3 separate regions of the Mus musculus genome follow, and regions 2 and 3 are each linked to region 1. Evidence: chromatin contacts called from public HiChIP or PLAC-seq and promoter capture Hi-C data. All regions are on one chromosome and are shown on one strand. The core of a region is the stretch at or near the end of the contact, and the rest is flanking DNA. Distances in the headings are between cores, read along the strand shown. Region 1 holds the start of Csf2rb (colony stimulating factor 2 receptor, beta, low-affinity (granulocyte-macrophage)). Region 2 overlaps Foxred2 (FAD-dependent oxidoreductase domain containing 2). Region 3 overlaps Cyth4 (cytohesin 4).

The links. Promoter capture Hi-C pulls out the DNA fragments that hold promoters and counts their contacts. HiChIP or PLAC-seq counts read pairs in DNA pulled down with a chosen protein or histone mark.
Region 2: a contact with region 1 is called in an H3K4me3 HiChIP or PLAC-seq map of the 230-238 cell line, with 6 times the contacts expected there. The contact joins the enhancer-like site here to the promoter of Csf2rb in region 1. A contact is called at or near these places in 1 of 39 promoter capture datasets (embryonic stem cells), 4 of 484 Hi-C or Micro-C datasets (cerebral cortex and embryonic stem cells) and 1 of 115 datasets of contacts at active chromatin or transcription factors (the 230-238 cell line).
Region 3: a promoter capture Hi-C map of pre-B cells shows a contact between it and region 1, with 2.8 times the contacts expected there. The contact joins the enhancer-like site here to the promoter of Csf2rb in region 1. A contact is called at or near these places in 7 of 39 promoter capture datasets (the 3T3-L1 cell line, embryonic stem cells, hippocampal neurons and 3 more) and 1 of 484 Hi-C or Micro-C datasets (liver).

The regions. Positions count from the first base shown.
Region 1 is chr15:78,324,291-78,328,513 of GRCm38.p6, reverse strand. It overlaps Csf2rb (colony stimulating factor 2 receptor, beta, low-affinity (granulocyte-macrophage)), which reads right to left and starts at 2,524. Exons shown (of 14, transcript NM_007780.4): 1 at 2,416-2,524.
Region 2 is chr15:77,943,989-77,948,211 of GRCm38.p6, reverse strand. It overlaps Foxred2 (FAD-dependent oxidoreductase domain containing 2), which reads left to right. Exons shown (of 9, transcript NM_001017983.2): 7 at 953-1,194; 8 at 2,463-2,633. Among named protein-coding and RNA genes, the nearest start is that of Foxred2, 11 kb to the left of the region's middle. Within about 2 kb of position 2,246, at least 90 of the 459 cell types and tissues checked have an H3K27ac peak or open chromatin away from gene starts, as enhancers often do. A contact at or near this core is called in the 230-238 cell line, where this site is marked.
Region 3 is chr15:78,603,831-78,608,053 of GRCm38.p6, reverse strand. Cyth4 (cytohesin 4) reads right to left here. Exons shown (of 13, transcript NM_028195.3): 3 at 3,354-3,418; 4 at 2,141-2,207; 5 at 979-1,097. It overlaps Gm52186 (a long non-coding RNA gene), which reads left to right. Exons shown (of 4, transcript XR_003951538.1): 2 at 678-2,375; 3 at 2,568-4,223. Among named protein-coding and RNA genes, the nearest start is that of Gm52186, 3.9 kb to the left of the region's middle. Within about 2 kb of position 2,448, at least 50 of the 459 cell types and tissues checked have an H3K27ac peak or open chromatin away from gene starts, as enhancers often do. A contact at or near this core is called in pre-B cells, where this site is marked.

The DNA.
Region 1 (4,223 bases), core at 1,275-3,774:
CACAGTGGGTAACTTCTTCCAGGAAAAGGAAGGGTGCCCTGAGAATGGATGGATCCTTTTATAATTTGGAATGGGGTCCTATGTTGACAGAAGGGACAGCTATGGAAGATGAAGGATGCCCAAGTGTAAGGGGTCTCAGGTCACCTGCTTTGAATGGTGTGACATAATCTAGGAATGTTTACATCGAAGAAGCTGTTTTTCCGGGCTACTTGCTTTGTAGTCAGTGCTGCTAAAGAGGCTCAGGATTTGAGGAATTGCTAGAGAAAAGTTCATGACAAAGTGTGTAGAGGTCATATAGAGGTCATTAGAGGTCACACAGAAAGCAGCTGAGGAGAGGCCTTAGACACGTGGAACTGAGCAATGCCATCATGAACCCTGGTCAAGAGGGTCTAGACCAGTGGCTCCCAACCTTCCTAATGCTGTGACCCCTTAAAACAGATCCTTATGTTGTGGTGACCCACAACCTTAACATTATTTCATTGCTACTTCAATATTTTCATGTGGTTCTGAGTCGTGATGTAAATATCTGATCTGCTAGACATCTGACAGGAGACTGCCAAGGGGTCCCGACCCACAGGTTGAGAACCATTGTCTAGAGGACTGGCAGCAAGGGAGACAAGCACCCTGTGGCACTCAGGTCCCTTCCTGAAGTGTGGCCAGACCAGAAGTAGTGAAGCAAGATGGCGAACAGGTATCTGTGTACTCAGCAGGTCTGGGTGAAGGGACAGTCCCAGGCCCATGCAACAAGTGGCTTACTATGATTTCTGGTATAGACAGACAGGAGATCCTAGAAGACTTCTCACCAGGGGAAGAGAGAGGTCTAGGGGTCAGAGACAGCAGAGCAAGTGAAGGGGAGCCTTATAGGACAACCTCATTGACAGCCTTCTGGTTCCAGTACAGACATTAGGTTCCAGCTAAAGGTTTGTTAGAGCCAATGGCGGGATACAGTCTGAAGTGGCATTTCAACACATGCTGACAGAGAAGGAGTTTTCTTTTAAAGCTTTTCAAGAGGGCTGGCAAGATGGCTCAGCAGTTAAGAACACTGACTGCTTTTGTGAAGGTCTTGAGTTCAAATCTCACAACCATATGGTGGCTAACAACCATTTGTAATGAGATCTGACTCACTCTTCTGGAGTGTCTGAAAACAGCTACAGTGTACTTACATATAATAAAATAAATAAATTAAAAAAAATAAGGGCTTTTGAAAAAGAGGTAGAGAAAGGGGAGACGCTGCACTACAAAGAAGTGAGTGGAGGTGCCTTTTCCTTCCATTGCCAGATCAGGTTCAAAGGCCCTATGTGCTGGGCGTGAGCAGAGGCAGGGGCCTGAACCTCAGGCAAATTCTTTGCTTAACAGATCACAGAGATTTCTGTCGCACATATGCATGACCTCTGGAATACAGCATGTGGGATATATGGACAGGTTAGTTTATGATCTGTGAGACATGACAGTGGTCTCTGTCAGCAGAGGGGCTGTCTGTGTCCCTGTCTGAGAGCGACTGGTCCCTAGCTATGTGATGAGACACCTACCTTCCGGCACACTAGGTACAGAAGCGACACATCTGGACCCAAATCATCTGTGGTGATTTCAGAGCACAGTATGGTGTGTGTGTGTGTGTGTGTGTGTGCGTGTGCGCGTGTGCGTGTGCGTGTGCGTGTGTGTGTGTTTGTGACAGAGAGAGACAAAGAAAGAGAGAGAGACAGAGTTGGAGAGACAGAAACAGACACACACATAGAGAGAGAAAGAGATAGTCAGAGAGACAGAGACAGAGACAGAGACAGAGACAGAGAAAGAGAAAAACAGAGCTGGATGATCTGGTATATCTCTGGGCACTTCCCAAGTAAGATTGTCAAATTACACCCAGTACCAAGGGAGGTTCTACATCTCTGGTTCTGTCCCCAACACTTCGTCATCCTTGTAGGTAAATTTTCTCTACCCCCTCTCTTTCTCCTCTCTCTGTCCTCCATTTCTAGTTGAAACAGAGGAAGCCATGTCTCCCACTCACCCTGTCCCACAGATGTGTGACCTGAAGCTCAGGACAGGGAATTAAGTAACATATGGATGGCAAAGTTAGAAGGAACACAGTGCTTAGCCCGATATAGAGCTTTAGGGGAGTCCTCCCTGCCACCAGACCTCCAGTGATAAAGCTGTGTCCTCCCGGAGTCCCACAGCCCCAGAGCGTATCCTAACCGTACCTCTTCCAGAGTTCTAACTTTGTTCCCAGCTCCAATGCTCCGGGGTGCCCCTCCTCCACTCACTGACTTGGAGTCTGAGACCTAGTCTTTCTAGAGAGATCAAGTCTGAGGAATACGCTACCCCAGCCCTGTCTTATCCTGTCCTTTTCCACCCTGGAGACCCCCACAGCCCCTGCTTTGCGCCCACCCTCAGCTCTGCATCAGGAAGCCAGCCACTTACCTCTGTGCTTGGGCGACAGGCAGCCTCCTTCGGGAGCCTCCAAGTGCCAGTGAGTTGCAGGCTCTTCCTATTTATCTGTGCCCCATCTGGAGGAAACAGAGAGCAGATTGAGGAAGTTGCCAGTGCCCTTTCGCAAGCAGCTTCGCCTGATTCTCAGAATTGTGGACATTAGCCTCTGATAATACTCACGACATTTAGTTCTGCCAGAGTAGCTCGCTCCCCACCATCTCCCAGTCAGCTCTCATGTGCCCTTCAGGTCTCAGCCTGAAATGGTCTCCTCCACACCCCTCCCTGACTCCTCTGGAGGAAGCAGACACAGAGGGCAATAACCACCTCCCTGCAAGCATGTGCCCAGAGCCAGGCAGAGCTGGGGAGGACCTTGAGGGCACCACTTCTTAGCATGTGGCCTTATGCAAATCAGCTACAGGTGGCCTCTTCAAGTCTTGAGACACCTTGGGGTATTTTTCTAGAAGGACCTACAAACCAGAAAGGTTTTGAGGGTATGCCATTGACATGGAAAACCTAAGTTGACAACAGTCAGTAGGCAGTGGGAGCAGTCTTGATCCCTGGCTGTCAGCTTTGGCTTTCCCTTTTCTGTCCTGCCCTAGAGTCCCTGTTTTCTTCCCATCTTGTCTTCAGAGCAAGTGATGTTTTGTGTCTGTTCCCCTCCCCCAGTGCCCAGCCATGGCCCAGAGGAGGAACACATGACTGGGTATAAAGTGAATGAATGAATGAATGAATGAATGAACAAATGAATAACTTGAGGCTGCTGGGGTTAAGAGGAGGGGAGTGACAAGAAAAATGAAGACTGAAGTGTGACCACTATGCCCCTCCTTAGAAGTGGGAATAAAACACCCTTGGAAGGAGTTACAGAGACAAAGTTTGGAGCTGAGATAAAAGGATGGACCATGTAGACACTAGCATATCCGGGGATCCATCCCATAATCAGCTTCCAAATGCTGACACCATTGCATACACTAGCAAGATTATGCTGAAAGGACCCTGATATAGCTGTCTCTTGTCAGAGTATGCCTGGGCCTAGCAAACATAGAAGTGGATGCTCACAGTCGGCTATTGGATGGATCACATGGCCCCCAATGAAGGAGCTAGAGAAAGTACCAAAAAAGCTAAAGGGATCTGCAACCCTATAGGTGGAACAACATTATGAACTAACCAGTACCCCGGAGCTCTTGACTCTAGCTGCATATGCATCAAAAGATGGCCTAGTCGGCCATCACTCGAAAGAGAGGCCCATTGGACACGCAAACTTTATATGCCCCAGTACAGGGGAACGCCAGGGCCATAAAAGGGGAGTGGGTGGGTAGGGGAGAGGGGGTGGGTGGCTATGGGGGACTTTTGGTATAGCATTGCAAATGTAAATGAGCGAAATACCTAATAAAAAATGGAAAAAAAAAAAAAGAGGAGGGGAGTGAGCCATTCTCTCAGGGCAAAATTTAAAGGGACACCAAAACCCTTTCATAGAAATGAGTGATATTTTAATATAGTAAATAAATTCAAATAAGCATAAAAATACAAGCATTGAAATGTCAGATTTTTTTTAAAAGTAGCTTCAGTGATACACTGGTAATTTCTTATCTCCCAATACAGAGCTACAGAGATAGGAGACCAGACAGTAGGAGAGGGCCCCTGGGCAGGGGGACAGCAGTTAGTTCCAGATGAACAGAAACCTTCCACCAACCTCTGGACTGATTCTATTCTCAGAGATCAGTGTGCCCGAATCGTATACCTCTAATCCACAACACTGCAGATCCTCATGTCCAGACACCAATGGGTTTGTTTTACTTCAT
Region 2 (4,223 bases), core at 997-3,496, 380 kb after region 1:
AAGGAAGTCAGCGAGGTAAATACCACAAGGTCTTCGGGACAGCCCACATGTAAACCCCGGATTTTAGGCATCTTACTGTATGGTTTGGGGGGAGTTATTTAAGCTCTGCACTTCTTGCCTCGTCTACAAAATGAGCATAATTCCCTTGCAGCATTGAAGGGTGAAGATAAGAGTCCCCTCAGGCAAGGACCTGCTTGGCCCTTTTAGATCAAATGATTACTGGCACATCACAGGACAAACAGAGCCCAAGGATACAGTACAGGACGTGTCAGGAAAGAGCAAGGGAGGACTTTACAGAGGACAGGCAGGTGAGACACAGGAAGACGCCTAAGTCAGGACACCCCTTGATCCAAAGCCCCGGCTGCTCAACCCCTAGTTCAGGGATGTGAGGAGGCCAGGAGCTCAGCATACCTCCTTGCCTTGCCCTCAGCACCCCTTCCGTGAGTGCCAGAGCTGCCTAGATCAGGGGCTCGTGCCAGAACCCAGGGCTCACTCAGCATCCTAGTCCTGACACCCACAATGGCCCAGCGGCCTCCCAGCACAGTCACTCTGCCCTCGGTAGCCACCAGCCACCCTTTTAAAAGGATAGTCATACTGTTGTCCCTGCCCCCCACGCCCCTGGGGCCGACAGCTCCCCTTCTCCGTCCACTTACACGTACATTCACCCCATACCTCCTTTACTCAAATCCCATGACCTCCCTGACCTCATTACTCTCGTCTCTACCTACAGACACCAGCTTCTCCCCCACTTTCCCTCATCCTGGAACACCCTTGCCCCCAGCATGCTCTCAGGTTGAAGAGAGCTCTCTGGAACCTGCCCCAGATATTTCAGAAGGCACAGCTGCCACAGTGGTATTATAGGGTGGAAGGTTCCTGGTCAGTCCACAGCACTACCCCTGTGGTGAACCTGCACCCCTCCCTGGTCCTGAGTGCCTCCGGGTCCCACCCGCAGGAACGCCACAGCCTTTGAGTACCTGGAGGAGTTCCCTATGCAGATGCTGGCCCAGCTGGAGATGCTCACAGGGAGGACAGCACGGCATGGGCTCTTTGTCATCAACATGGAATATGGCAAAAACTTCTCTGGGCCTGAGAAGGATGTCTTCTATTATGACCGGTCTGTGGCACACATAGAAGATGCCTGGATGTCTAACTTCCTTCACCCTGTCATCTACTACTACAGACACCTCCCCACTGGTAAGCTGCCCTCCACCCTTCCTGCACTCAGCCTCTTCAGAGGGCTCTTCCTGGACCACCTCTGTCTATAGAGCAGTCACCACAAGGACATTCAGAACTTCTGCAGCTGACAGAGGGCACGCGGGGTACCCGAGTAAGCCACACATGGTCTCTGGGTACTATGTAGTGAAAGGAGTGCTGTCATGTTGTGGTGTCTCAAAGTGGGGGGAGGTACTGCAGGTGAGTTGTAAGAAGAATGGATGAGGGTGGGTAAGATGACTGAGTGGTTGGAGGCTCTTACCATGGAAGCCTGAAGACCTAGGTTTAATCCCTGGAACCCACGCAAAGGTAGAAGAAGAGAACCGACTGCTCAGATTTGTCCTCTGACCGCCACACAGGCTCTGTGACATGTGTGCCCACACAAACAACAGTAACAATAAACCAGACAAGGACAAGAACCCAGTACAGAACCGCCAGGCCAAATTCACACTTCTGCACTGACATCGCTTTGACCTTGGCCATTTTACTTAACCCTGCTGAGCCTTGCTTCCTGGTCTACAAAGTGGGATGTTGATGGTCAGTCCATGTAGGACTGCAGGAGGGGACACACGATTTGCCGGTGGCCCAAAGGCACAGCCGAGGTATCAAGCCTTTCAGTTCAGAGCTTAAAGGTCTCAGGTTGAAGAGGGTGCTCCAGACAGGTGCTTGTTACTCCAGGGCTAAGGAGGCTGGGGCAGGTTTGCCATGAGCTCAAGGCCAGCCTAGACTATCTAGTGAGCTCCTGTCTCAGAGCTGAGTGTACTGAGATATCCCTCTGTAATCTCAGCATAGGAGAAATAGAGGCAGAACAACCCCGGGCTACTTGAGACCTTGTCCCCAGAAAAGAAAGAGGTGACTCAGCTGGGAATTGTTCCCTAGGGCAGAGGCAGCTTCAGAAAGTGGGGAATGGGGAGTGCAGGTCTGTAGTCGGCAGCCTGAACACTGGCCAACTAGGATTGGTCACCTCCTAGAGTCTGGTTTCCAGGGATGGGCAGTGTTGGTCTAGTGGCCTATGGGGCAGGCGCTTAGAGGGCAGGGTGAGTCTAGATGAACACTATGTGCTAACTGGTCCATGTGAGCACTCAGAAACCACAGGCAGCAGCTCTGGTTCCTCTTCCTCCAGCTACATGAAGGTGGCTGGTGGCCAAGCTGACCACAGCCTGGCAGAACCACCACAGGAAGGCAATCATGAGAGAAGGGGGATGTGCCAGCATGAAGGGCCAGGCCCTGATGCCTCCCTTCTCCTACAGAGCAAGATATGCGGTTCCGTCCTGCACAGTGGCCCCTGCCTCGGCCTACAGCCATCCACCACATCGTGGAGGACTTCCTGACTGACTGGACAGCCCCAGTAGGACACATCCTCCCATTGAGGCGCTTCTTGGAAAACTGTCTGGACACAGATCTGCGTAGCTTTTATGCAGGTAACCAAGTTTCTGAGAGGGCAGTTGGTGGGATGTATATCTTAGTGTTAGAGTGCTAGCATGCATGGGTTTGAGGCCTAGCACAGGAAAAGGAAAGGGAAAAAGAAGGCAGGAGAAAAGTAATGAAGAGCTAGAGAAAACGAGGCAGATAAAACTAATGGAAATTATGCTTGTGAAATTGTGAAATAATTTAATGAAAATTAAGTGAGAGGCTTGATATAAGGAGTTAATGGATTAGACAGAGGTAAAGAGAGAATTGGTAAGTTGGAAGGCAGAAATGATGGCTAAATACAAAGAGGGACCTAGGACAAGAACTCAAATGATCTAGAAGAGAAAATGACAGAAATAAGCCAATATTTTTGTCCTTTGAAACCCCCCCCCCCGGATGTTTTGAGTCCAGTGCTTTTTCTATCATTGAGAGAACATGTCAAACAGCTGTCAAATGTCTGACACCATTCTCCAAGTCAAGCTAGAGACCGACTCCAGCCAGTCAAAGAGCATCCTGCTTTATCCTGAGTCTACTTTGAAATGATAGCTTGGGAGCTGACTTGCTACTATGTGACACGCCAGCCCTAATCAGCTAAGTACTGTCCTATCTTGGTTAACCCACAGAGCAGAGCCCGAGCTGATCACCTCTGCAGTTCCTATAGTCTGTGAGCAGCCAACCTTGATCATACAGACCCCTGAAATGCCTAGAAAAAAGAGCCCTCAGCTTCAAACTGCCTGCCCATTCCCCAAGGCTCCAAGAGTCCACAAAAGACCAGTGGCATATCCCCACCCAACCTTTGTTTGGTACCCTGGATGTGTTCCCATCCAGACCATGCAGGATGTGGGCCAAGACCCCCAGTGAATGCCTGAGTGCATATAGCCAAATCTCTACTTAGAGCCAGGGGCTTGGGGCCACTAACTTTGGGGAATCCCAAAATGAAATCTCAGTTAGATTTGGTGATTGCTGGCAGAACACTTTGATGTCAGAATATGAAAGTGTATCCATGTGTTAAGTGTTCCCGCACAGATTCAACGTCTGTTTGTTTTATGTGATATTTATCAGTGCCCCGAGGATTTCTTTTCCCCTCTCCTGGGTTCCCACATGCAAGATGCAGTTTACCACAGCACTTTGCAGCAGCTGCATACAAGGCAATTTCTTATTCTAAATAGAACTAGCACATTTTCACTTTATGGTTTCCCTTTAGCTTTCCCAAATCGTTGCATCTCTGTTCTTAAGCTCTGAAGCCATTACTAAACAAGATAAGATAAGATGTCCTAGTTTGCTTTCCATTGCTGTGATAAAACACCAAGACCAGCAGTGTGGGGAGAAAAGGTTTATTCCTCCCTCTTACACTTCCAGGTCACAGTTCATTGTGAATGAAAGGCAGGAACCTGGAGGCAGGAACTGAAGCAAGGGTAATGAAGGAGCACCCTTGCTGGCCTGTGCTCCCCATAGCTTGCTCAGACAGCTTTCTTATGCAACTGGCACCACCTGCCCAGGGATGCACCAACCACAGTGAGCTGGCCACTGCCACACTAATCCCCCACAGACTTGCCTACCAGAAATCAGATGAAGGCAACCCTGCAGTTAAGGTTTCCTCT
Region 3 (4,223 bases), core at 1,199-3,698, 280 kb before region 1:
TGACATCTTCCCAGCCCAGTTATATAGTGGGGGCACACCTCTGTCTCTGTCTCTCCCGCTGTCTCACTCTCTTGGACAGGGACACACGGACACACACACACACACGGACACACACACGGACACACACACACACACACACACAGAGGCAGTGAATGCTGGGCCACTGAGTCAAGTTTCTTCCTTGGTCACTTCCTGCCTGGTGACCCTACTCCAGCCTCTGCACATCCCCCCCCCCCTTACCCCCACCTCCCTGTTTCTTCATCAGAGGCAGACACAGACCTTTCTACTTCCTCCCTCTCCCCAGCTCTCAGGTCAGGAGTCTGTCACTCAGCAGTGTTTGAGGAAGGCTGGTGACTCACAGCCTCCTACACTGTGGCCCATCCCTCTACCAGCCAGAAGCTGGTTCCAGACACTCCTGTCTAGAGCCTCTGTGGATCCCCCTGCCTCACACCCTTTCGTCCTTCCCCCCTCTCCATCCTTCTTTCTCTTCGAGCTGCTGCTGGGTTGAGCTGTTCCTGCCTGAAGGCCTGGGTGTTGACTGTTCTCACAGCCTGGAATCCTCCTGTGTGCACGGCCCCCCACTTCCTCGCCAACAGAAACCAGAGCCCCAGTTCAGAGCCCTCCTGTTCGCCTTCTGTGCACCCAGCCGAGCTCATTTCTGTTTCTCTCCCATGCAGAAAGCACCTGTCCCTGAAGACAGGGGTTTGGCCATCTTGTCTTATATGGACAGCATTTGGAAGAGAGCTCAGAGCACACCAGGCACAAACAACATGCATGCGTGCATGTATGAATGAATGCATGCATGAATGAGTGAATGCATGCATGCATGCATGAGTGAATGAATGAATATTCCAGAGCCTGGGAACCAGTGCTCACCCCAAGTCCTAAGCATGATGGCTTCCCAAGCACTGTTCATCCTGAGTGGTATGTTCACCCCTACGCCCTCACTTCCTGCTCCCTGTCTGGGGATCCTCTTACTTTTCCCCCAAGTAGGTGCCAATGGCTGTCTTGTTGAGACCGTCACCCTTGTACAGGAACTGGGCGATGTCCTGGACATCAGAGGTCAGCAGCTTGTGCTCAATGAGATACTGGATGCCCTAGAGATGACACAGCATTCATGAGCAACCCCCCCTAGCATAGGCACCTGGTGGAGGAGGGGATAAGGAGGGGGACCTGGTGTTTGGGTTCCCTACATGGTGTTCTCGAGCCGCCTTTGGGAGGTGGTAAGCTCCCCATCTCTGGAGGCATGCTCAGGGAGCTAAGTGAAGCAGTGCTTCCCGGGGTCCCTCCAGCCTGGCACACTTAGACTGCAGCCTCCCGTGGTTGCTGAAAGTCACAGTTCTAAGCCTCAGTGAGTCAGCCTCTCATTTTATTAGCGCCCCACTCTTATTATTCTAAATAGTTTCATTTCACCGCAGTAGCAATCTACGTTCATTGTGTAAAAGTCACACAGACCAGCTGAAACAAAAAGGGAGGTGACTGCATGAACCCCACCTGGGAGGTAGCCAGCTTCCATGGCAATGACTTTCACTGCTCTTCTCTAGTGGGTGGGAGGGTGTACCCCACCTTCTGGCACTTTGACGCCAGCTTCGCTGGGCACCCTGTGGCCAGAGCTGGCGACGTATGTGCTTGTTTGTAAGAGGACAGGTAAGTGGAGCAGTGTGGTCTAGGGCTCGGGCCTGTGAAAGGCGAATACACAGCCGAAGCAGTCTCAGCCAGGGCTTGGCATTCTCTGTGGCTGCTTGGACTCTTGCCCTAGTGTGGTGTGTGGCTTCCTCCTGTGGCTGTCCCTGGTGGAGAGGAAACCCATGGCCACCTGGCAGAAGGAAGGGCTGCTGGCTGGCTCCGAAGCCATGGGCAATGAAGCCCATTCCAAAGTAGGGCATGGAGCCAGAGAAGCAAGGGGATTGGTCCCAGGCAGGGACTTCACAGCCTTCCAGTCTTTGGGCTGTGGTGTTAGGGAATGAACAGAGGCCAGGGAACCAAAGGCTTGTCCCTGTTGGGTGGTTTGCAGGGTCAGCCACAAAGGTGCCCAGAAGACAGCTCCTCTGGGCACCTTGGTGAGACCCATGTCCTCCTCCTGTGGTCACCAAGATGCACACTTTGGTGGGGGTCTATGTCCCCTCCCCTGGATTTGTACCTTATTAGGGTCCATGTTGAATTTCTTTCTCCCGATGCACATCTCCTTCTCTTTCTGCGCCATCCGGCTGTGAACAGAGGCACATCAACACGGTGGCTCTGGATGCCACCATCCCCCATAAGCCCCGAGGGGGCCTTCCTCAGGAGAGCCAGCATGCCCTTGGAACTCCATGTGTAGCCCCGCCCCTGGACCACATGAGAGAGCAAGAACAGGCTGAGAGGTGTCAAGGGGCAGGGTAAGCTGTAAGCTGAGCACTGAACTCTGGGCCTCCAGGGAGCCCAGCAGAGCACCCTGGGGAGGAGACAGGGGCATGGTGGGACCAGTGAGAACATGGGCCCCAGAGGCTGTTCCTGAATATGAGTCTTGCTATATATACTCTTGAGCCAAGCCACGAGAGTGATTCTTTCATTTCTCTTCCCTCCCCCAGGTCTCAGTTTCCTTCTCTGCAAGAACCACCTGCTGCCCTCATGCAGGGCATGTGTGTGTGTGTGTGTGTGTGTGTGTGTGTGTGTGTGTTCATGTGTATTCATGAATGTGCATGTACACGAGTCGCTTGAGAAGCAGGGACTTTGGAGGCTGGGTGGGCTCCCGGCAAACCAGGTGTAGTTCAATAGTTCAGTGCCCTAGGGTCCTAGCAGGCATGTCCAGCCTGCTGGCTACAAGTGGCTGCATCTGCCCAGGAGAGCTATGAATGCCAACCAAATACATAACTTACTTAGAATGTTAAAAGATTTATTCTTTTTTTTTCAATTTGTAGCTCAAATGTCATTTGTGGTTTTACAAGGACAATGTCAAGAGGGTTGGGTCTAGGAGATTGTGTGGGAACCCAACCTTCTCCTTACACAAATGGGGATACTGAGGCTCAGAAAGACGGCCCAACCTGAGAGCAAAGAGCCAGCAGGAACTTTCTTGTGTGAGGAATGATGTGGGCCTGCAGACCTACTCCAGGCCCAGATACCAGAGCTCTCTCACCCTTGTCCAGGGTCAGGGTCAGGGTCAGGGTTTTTTGCCCATCCACTTCTAGCAGCCTCTGACCGGTAATGTGCAGGCAGTGCTGTGGGGGGAGAGGTGAGAGCTTGGGGTTGTTTGAGAATCAATGGGGAGTGGTCCAGACAGTGCGTATGGGGCTGTAGGCATCTCCTTGGGTCCCACCACCATCCATGGCACACAGGGAGTGCCCAGGAATCGTCTTCCCACGGGCCAGGTCCCTCACCTCTCCTCGGTGCTTTCAAAGCAGTCGATTTGGGCAAACACATCTGCAATCTCATCCTTCAGTTTCTGTGGACACACATACAAGGGTCAGCCTGGAGGCCCCACTCTGCTTAAGGGGTCCTCCCTCAGCCTTCTTGGCCCCACCCCCTTTCTGGGCCTTTTTATCTTCAAAGTGGGATCTCAGTACCTCTGTTTGGCTCTTGTGCATGTACCAGCCCTCGTCTCAGGGGTGGGAGTCCCTGTGCACACACCCAACCCTAGTTCCAGCTTGCTTTTTCTGCCCACGTGATCAGGAAGTCTCCTGCACGCTGTCCCCACCAACAGGCCCTCACTCCACCTGGCTGGCAGCTTCTCATAGCAGCACGGCACTGCTATTCCCTGGTCAGAATTCCTCTGTGGCTCTCCGTGGCCACCCAGGGCAACGGACCCCACTTTTTGTCCAGCAACACATCTTTCCAGTCACTTGTCAGTAAGCGCCTGTCTGTCATATGTGGAGTGCTATGGGTGCCCCCGTGCATGGGCAGCACAGGCCTCTCAGGAGCTGTGCAGTTCATTGGAACAGCCACGGCCGATGGGGCATTCACAGGCCTGCAGAGCAGATTCTAGGTCTCTGCTGCTCCCAATTCCATCCAGGGCTTGCCCAGTACAGAGGAGGGCCCCTCACCCAGCTTGCCCACCAACCACATTTGCTGGACTGCTCAGAGAGTAGCTCTGTCCTGGTACCTCCCTGCAGGTAGTAGGTGAACAGGGCAAATGGGCCAAGAGGCAAGCACCCTCTCCCTACAAGATGAGGGGTACTGAGATGTGGTACTCCTAGGGATCAGAACTGGCATGGGACCCCTTGCTCTGAGGGCTGACAGATCCTATCCCC